2 separate regions of the Sus scrofa genome follow, and region 1 is linked to region 2. A link is a contact called in public Hi-C data. All regions are on one chromosome and are shown on one strand. The core of a region is the stretch at or near the end of the contact, and the rest is flanking DNA. Distances in the headings are between cores, read along the strand shown.

Region 1 (4,351 bases), core at 627-3,126, 310 kb before region 2:
TGTCCTGTCTTTTCCAGTTACTGAGCTTGTACCTTGAGCACTATACTTAATCCTTTCAGTCTTTTCTATCATTCATAATATGGTATATTAGTCAGGACCTGCAGATGAAACTGACAGAAAACTAAGGTAGCTCAACCAAGAAGAGGTGATCTTGAAGGAGGGTACATCCTAGAATCAGAAATGCTGCCTAAATTGTTGCTATGTATGGCTTTAAGGGCCCAGTCACCACTATGACACTCTTATCTTGGCTTTTCTCTCAGAGGTGGCCTTTTTCTCATTGAGAACATTTAGTAGCAACGAACATGGCATCTGGCAGCTCCAGGCTTATAGCACCCTAGCTGAGCATCTCCAAAAGAAAAGCAAAGTTTCTTTATCCTGTTTACTTCAGTAACTAATCCCCCAAGTAAAGTAAAGGACTCTTTGTCTTAAGTCATCTGTTTGCCTAAGTGAACAAAGGAGAGTGAAAAGCCATTGCTATTAACCCCAGGATGAAATGAAGAAGGGAATAGTTACAACAAAGAAGTAAGTACACCGCTGCCAAGAGAAGGGAGATGAGGTGCTGGGCAGACACTTAATAGATGTATGCTATAAAGGGAATAAACATGCTTTATTTGCAAGAGTTGGTTGTCGAAAGTCTTAGAGAACTCTTTGAAAGTACTTGGAACAAGATAGAGACACTTTGCTTATGTGCTGAAAATGAACTGTAAGAGGAACCTCAAAAGGGTTTTGCCCCTGCCCTCAGGCTTAGAGCCTAAGAGAGCTCATGGCTGGCCTTGGCAAAAGCAGATATCTAAGAGCCTATTCTAGGCTCTTACTTGGAGGTGACTTTCATGGGTTTTCAAAGCCAAAGTGGACCTCTCTATTACATATATCAGTACAAAGCTCTGCCTTTATTTCTTCCTCCTAATTCAGGGAGATAATCCTTATGGTAAAACATGGAGCCCAGAATCTCCCATATCTTTATCCCCCAAATATATTGCTTTAGGAATGCAGTGTTCAACCTCTTTTCATTCCAATGTTCTTCAACATGGAACCTTATATCTTACGGCTATAACAATAGCATTTAGGTAATTGATAAATATGACAGATAAACAGCATGGGTGCTTTTGAACTGTTGTCACTGGGAGTATTCATAGCGTTAAATACTTAAGCAATTTATTCTCTCTCCAATTCTTCCATCCATAAAATATTTATCTTGCTATTAGTGATTCCCAGACTTGAACATGCATCAGAATCACCTGGAGGACTTGTTAAGATACAGATTGCTGGGCCCACCCAACTTCTCAGAGATTATGATTTCATAGATCTGGAAAGGGGTCCCAAACTGTCATTTCTAACAAGTTCCTAGTGATGTGCTGCTGTTGTTTGTCTAGGGACCACACTTTAAGAACTAGATAAAAGATACATTCCTAAAAAATGAGAGCATAAACAAGGCTTTTATACATTACATTTTGAATCACTAGCAAAATCTGTATTTTGAAGAAACTTATATTCCCTTTGTTTAATACAAAACAAAAATAATTGCTTCCCAAATAACTTTCACAATTATGATTTGCTTGAGGGTTGGGGTGAAGGGTAATTAAATTAATTTCTTGGAGGTCATAAAACCTGTAGAAGAAATGAAAATTATATGCTTACTGGAGACTGGAAGAATAACTTACTGGAAGAGTTGCAAGTAACATTTACCTCTGCTCTAAAATTCCTTATCTGTGTAGCCTGATAGGATTTTCTGGTTTGCTTGTTTGTTTTTCTTTTCTTTGCATGTTCTTGTGTGTGTACCAAGAATCTGGCATCCTTAAATAGCCTTTCCAACTGAGATTAAAAGGGCTAATGTTAAATCCTGCCAGCTCCAGACTTGGTCACCAGGTGAGTCATAGAAACCACTGCAAAGGACTGAGTCACACCATTCTTCTTCCATCAGTTATGACCAAGGAATGCAGTTAGCCTTCCTTGGAAATTAAAATCTGGAAGCAAAGACTTTTTTTTTCTTGTAGCAATGTTGGGTCAGTATTGGCAAAGAGGAGATCAGGCTGACAGTGGCATGAAAGAGAGAAAGTACATATTTGACAGTAATAACTGCCTCAGGTGATGGCCTTGCTCACTTGGTACATTTCGAAGGATGGAAGTTTAAGTATTGCCTGGTCTTCAGGATCTCTGGGGCTTAGAGCTTCTGCTTCAAAAGTTTTCTTTCTTCCTGAAAGACTTTGAGGTCTAAATGTCTTCGACTAAGTCCAACTCCTGTTTGGAATGTGATATTTTCTCCCTTCTAAGTAAGGCTTTCAGATCAATAAAGGAAGCAATCTTCTATTCATTTACTGAAGGGCCATGAACCATGGTTAAAATATATAGTCATAATACACTCGATAGTGTAGCAACCCTGCTAACATCATTATTTCATACTTTCCAGTTTGAACTTGTGCACTAACAGGTAAGCTTTAGCTCTCATCCAGGTATGGAAAAGAATAGTCTTACTAAAATGATGTCTGATTGTTGCAATAAATTCATTTTTATGAAGTTTATTAAGAGTTCCCTGTGCTCACCATCTTACTCCCAGGTATTACCTGTGAGTTACTTCCATTTAAATCTGGTTTGAAAAATAATTCTATGAGTTATTTGAGCACACGAGGTGGGAAGCATTGAGGGTAATAGAAGAGAGAGATTGCTGGAATAAACTGTCTCCTTTCTGTGAACTTGAGGGAGAGAATGGAAGGGCAACTTGGGTTATGGGGAAGAATCCAGGTTGCAGGGGTTTTGAGGAAACAGTTGAAGTTTTCTTGGGTTTACATGACTTATAGAAGTGCTGGCTGTTTTTGGAGGGCTTTCTTGTAGCTATTTAAGATGTGATACTAACAAAGTTTTCATGTGTATGTACTGCCTTTTCCAAGTGGAAACATTTTATTTCTGATCTTATTTCTCCCAGGAGGTGGAGCTGAAGGGAAATGTATTTAAGCCTCTGCAACATTTCATAGATTGAGGGAGGTTTTAATTCCCATTCTGTTCATTTAAGTATTATGTATTTTGATAGGCTTGGGGAAACCAAGAAAAATTCACTACCCATACTCTCAATGAATTTCTGTTACAGTAGAAAGAGAAACATGAAAACAAACATTATAATATGCTAACGTGATTTTTCTAAAAGTGTTGAGCATAAAGTCCTGTGGTGCCTAATTTCTCTGGAGGAGTCTCTGAAGGCTGCACAGACACTTCTCAGGCAATCAAGAAGGAGAGGTAGATGCCAGAAAATAGAGGAATGTGTGCAAATGAGAGAGGCATAGGGAGGGCTGGTTGTCAGTATGTGAGGGGGTAAAGAGGAATCTGGCAGGAGATAAGGCTGGCCTGGGAAGGAGTGGCTGCTTGATGCATGGCCTTATGGGCTATTGAAAAGGTGTTTTATTTTACCCTGTTGTCAATCGGGAGAATTCTGGAGAAACTGGGTGACAGACATTCCCTCTAGCTTTTTCACACTTCCAGTCTTAGGAAAGAGACTGATTAGTCTGTCCTAGGTCACGTGACTTTCACTGTACCAATCACTTGTAAGGTTTTGGGATAGGGTGCTCTGATTGTCCAGGCCTGGGTTACATGCCAGCCCTAGGCGGTGGAAGTGCATATGTTCTGCTGGATCCCAAACACCTGAGGTTCCCCAAGAGAACCATCAGAAGTTGCTGTTTTGCATCCAGAAAAGGGAGACGGAATGCTAGGCAGGCAAATTCACCAGTCTCTGGGAAATGCTGGGTTAAAGTTAAAAAGGCTTGTTTCAGAATTCACAAACGATCATTTTCACTATATTCTGTTAGAAGCATGTCATTAAATCTAGCCCACAGTTACACATGAGAGTAATTATATTTTTAGAATGTGTCACTTGAAAAATATATGACAGAGTCGCTATGAATTTAGTGACACTTTAAAAATGAATTCATTTTAAAATTCGTGATAATAGTTTCTACATACATTAAAAATATATAATGACATCTTTCCTCTGTAAGTAATGCTTTGGGAGCTTATGGATTTGTGAGCCTGTTTCAATGACTCTGATACCTCCCAAACACAAATAAATTTCATACCTTGAAGTCAAGATAATCATGATGTGCAAAGGTAGCCTATACACAGTTTCAGGGACTAATAAAAAGAAATCCCTAGGAAATGTTACAAGATTCATTTTTATTTAGTTTTTTAGAGTACTAGTATTAAATACTGTATGGCTCGGGTGGGTAATATTACTACTAACCAAGTAGTTTATTTAAAAACTACATGAAAATGACCATGCCAGGACTTCCCCTCATGGCCCAGCTGTTAACAAATCCGACTAGGATACGTGAGGATGTGGATATGATCCCTGGCCTCTCTCAGTGGG
Region 2 (3,759 bases), core at 621-3,120:
TTTAGGACTTAGTAAGGGCAGCATTCTAACTCAGTGAAGGCAGGATAAATTACTTAAAATATGGTGTTTATTAACTAATTGAAATAAAAATATCCCTACTTCACAATATTAAAAAACATCTAAAATCAATAATAAAAATGTTAAAAACAGACAAAGGACATAAAGAGTCAACTCAAAAAGGAAGAAAAGTTAATGACAATATATATTTTAAACAGTTGTCTACCATGGGACCAAACAAAAATAAAAAGAAAATCTACATTATTTAATTTTTCATCTATTTCGGAAAAAGATTAAAAGATGAATAATTCAAAGGAATTGAAGGTATGGAGAAGTATGCATTTTCTAATATACATTAGTGGAGAGTATAAATTAGGAAAACCTTGGTGGGGAATCAAATAATATGTAGCAAATTTTTTAAATGTGCCTAACTTTGACCTAGTGGTTTCATGCTTGGGAACCAGTGCTAAGAATATAATTGAACGAGAAAGTAAAGTAGTACTATATTGAAGCATTGCATTTAAGAGTAAACATCTACACACCACCCAAGTATCTCTCAATAAAGAATTGGTATAATAGGAGTTCCCATCATGGCTCAGCGGAAATGAATCTGACTAGCAGGATGTAGGTTCAATCCCTGGCCTCAGTCACTTGGTTAAGGATCTGGTGTTGCTGTGAGCTGTAGTGTAGGTTACAGACATGGTTCGGATCTGATGTTGCTTTGGCTGTGGTGTAGGCCAGCACCTACAGCTCCAATTTGACCCCTAGCCTGGAAACCTTCATATGCCATGGGGGCAGCCCTAAAAAGCAAAAGAAAAAAATTGGTAAAAGAACTTGTGTTGTATCTACAGCAAAAGACTGACTAACTAGATGAAGAAAATGAGAGATCTACATGTATTGAAATATAATTATAAACCTTATGAGTTATTAAGTAAAAAAACAAATTGGAGACTAGATCACAGAATATGGTACCACTTGTGTGTTTTATGTATACTTACATTTACGTGTATAAGGTTATGTGTGTGTATACATATTATGGTATGAGTGGATATATATATATATATATATGTATGTATATACATATACACATATTCACACATATATATATTCCTCTTAGGAGAAAAAAGTCACTAACTGCTAAGGGCATGAGAAGAGAGGATGGGGAAGCAAGTTCTTTGATGTTTTATATTCTTTTCTCTTGATTTCCTTTTAAATGAACATGAAGTGCTTTTATAATAAACCAAACATAGTTTCTCCTTTCATAAAAAATCAAATACTTCCCACATGTGTAGGTTAACATATATTATGTATATTCAACTTTTCTTTCCTCCTCCAAAAGCAAATGATTGTCATAAAAAAAAACTTACCATAGCAACTTAAAACCAGGCCGTCAAAGAGAAGAGAGTGTAAGAGTATGAAAATAATGTAACATAGGGGAGCAAAAATGCGTGCCGTTGATTCCTGAGTAATTGTTAGAAATGAGTCACAGATTTGGATCTGAGCTTCCAATCAGCAAATCCAAGGAAAGAAACACTAGCAGTTCAAGATCCCCAGTACCAGTGAGTTAAAAAATAGTGAGTCGATAGGGATGACGCATTAGTGTTAACTCTGAAAATTAAAGGAAATATTTCCCTGTGGTTTCTTGTAAAGAGGATACTGTGTGATACAGTATGGAAGTTTTTAATAATTTTCCTATGCTATATAAATATGAAATAACTATGAATGTTTTTTCTAACTATGGCTATCATAAAACTACATATTGATGGCCTGATACTGAAGGACAGTCATTGGAAAGCCATCAGCACTGGAGCCCCAGTTAGCATTCTTACCAGTGCTTCCACTTTAGTGTTGAACTCTGTATGTGCTCTGCTAAATGCAGCTGCATTCTCCAGCTGGGAGAATTCCTCTAGACTCCATCTTCTCTGTTCAATGTTCAGCCTCTGTTCTCATTGGGTTATCTTATTTTGATGTGGATGCCTAAGGTGTTTGTTCCCTAGTCTTTCGGGAGAATTCATTTTTGCATTTTTTTTTCCAATTTCTCCCTCAAATATTGCTTTTTGACTTGGTTGGTCCCTGCAGCTTCAGCTCTCAACCAAGACCCACTTGACTAACCCAAGGTTGGCTCAGGATTCTGGGACGCCTCAGCCCAAACTGGGTCCCACTTCTTTGTGACATGAGAATGGAAGCAAAGGAGTAAGAAAATTCAGTCGTGGTGTCCAGGTCTCTAATTTTCTGGCATGATTACCTACTTCTTTAGATGTTCATGGAGTATCTACTTCAGTTGAATTTTCGAAGATGAGTCAGTTACTAAATGCAACCCTGATAAATACATGAATTGATCCCCTTAAATATAGATCGGTTTCATGGTAGAAGTTACTTACCCAAAATGAGGTTGGTGCTTTAGAATAATTTACTTTGTAACCCTTCTCTCTGAAAGTAGTTAAAGAGTCGCACCCCTTCTCTATTGAGATGGCTACAAATTCACAGCAGTACTGTGTGTGTTCTCCTGTAGTTATTGTTGTTGTTGTTATTTACCTAGCAGCAGGTAAAGCTTACAGCTCATCTGGAAGCCATGTAAAGTCATTAGAATATAAAGAAAAAATTTGGAGCCTTCTATAACCATTTTTGTTTTACTACCACTCGGAATCATTTCCTGTCACTTGGGGTCTTTCAGTTGCATTGAGGATCAGGTTATTGTCTAATGAGCAGTAGCCGGGAGTCTCTTCTTAAATCATATAACTACTCATCATGCAGGTTTCTACTATAGATACTGAAGAGAGATCATCAAAAAATGAGAAATACCTATGCTGTTCTTAGCAGCTTCTTTGAGAAGTAAAAGGGAGTATGAAGATTATCTTCATATAGACTATGGGTATAAGAAACCCATACCTAACAGCTAGGAGGCTTCCATATACACTAACTGGAATAGCTGATAAGTCAGTAGATCCACATTTTGTGGCAAAGTAAAGTTCTCTGTGGTTTCAACAGACTAAGCCAATCTCTGTGTCTGACTGTGTCTTCCCACATGAGGGCCTCTGTATGTATTCTTTCCTTTGCCTGAGATGCCCTTCCTCCATATCCTGTAGCTTTGCTAATACTTATTCATACTTCAGATCTTAGCTCAAACATCACTTTCTCAGTGAATACTTCTCGGGTCTCCTAAACACATCATACCTTATAGTTCTCTTTTATTGCATTCATCATATTTTTAAATTCCATGCTTAATTGTATAATTGTTTTATTAACTCCAATCTCTTCCACCAAACCATCACCCCCAGTGAAAGTAAGGAGCCACATCCAAACACAGTACTTGCACATTGCCTGCTTTTAAAGATTTATTAAATATAAACCAATGAACTTCAGAGCTGGTAAAGTTATCAAATTTATAAAGCTAAGAATTTCTTATCAAAAGAGAACAGAAAACAGTTCCAATTTAGAGAATCTTCAAGGCATGCTTTTTTAGTTCAAGAGTTAAATTACTATTTTATTACAAGAGGCACACCCTCTTGATGAAAAGACACTTTGTTAAGTAAGTGTAAGTGTCACTTCTGGAAAGAAGCCTGTAGGATCAGAAGTCAGTAAGGTAATAGCATCACAGAGTGTCAAGATTTATGATTTTAGGAAGAGTTAGTTATATTTAAGAAGATAGCCAATAAAAATGAGAATAAAAGCATTAGATACTAATTGTAATGCTATTTATTTTGTGACTTGTTTTCATCATTATTTAATTTACTTTAGTGTTGATGGTTTATACATCATTTA

Evidence for each region. A called contact is a pair of places that touch in the nucleus more often than the background predicts.
Region 1: a Hi-C map of embryonic fibroblasts shows a contact between it and region 2, with 3 times the contacts expected there. The contact joins two enhancer-like sites. A contact is called at or near these places in 3 of 47 Hi-C or Micro-C datasets (embryonic fibroblasts and fibroblasts).

The regions. Positions count from the first base shown.
Region 1 is chr16:39,100,251-39,104,601 of Sscrofa11.1, reverse strand. All of the region lies in intron 3 of PDE4D (cAMP-specific 3',5'-cyclic phosphodiesterase 4D), which reads left to right. Among named protein-coding and RNA genes, the nearest start is that of MIR9800, 150 kb to the left of the region's middle. Within about 2 kb of position 1,876, at least 8 of the 83 cell types and tissues checked have an H3K27ac peak or open chromatin away from gene starts, as enhancers often do. A contact at or near this core is called in embryonic fibroblasts, where this site is marked.
Region 2 is chr16:38,788,457-38,792,215 of Sscrofa11.1, reverse strand. All of the region lies in intron 5 of PDE4D (cAMP-specific 3',5'-cyclic phosphodiesterase 4D), which reads left to right. Among named protein-coding and RNA genes, the nearest start is that of MIR582, 210 kb to the right of the region's middle. Within about 2 kb of position 1,870, at least 2 of the 83 cell types and tissues checked have an H3K27ac peak or open chromatin away from gene starts, as enhancers often do. A contact at or near this core is called in embryonic fibroblasts, where this site is marked.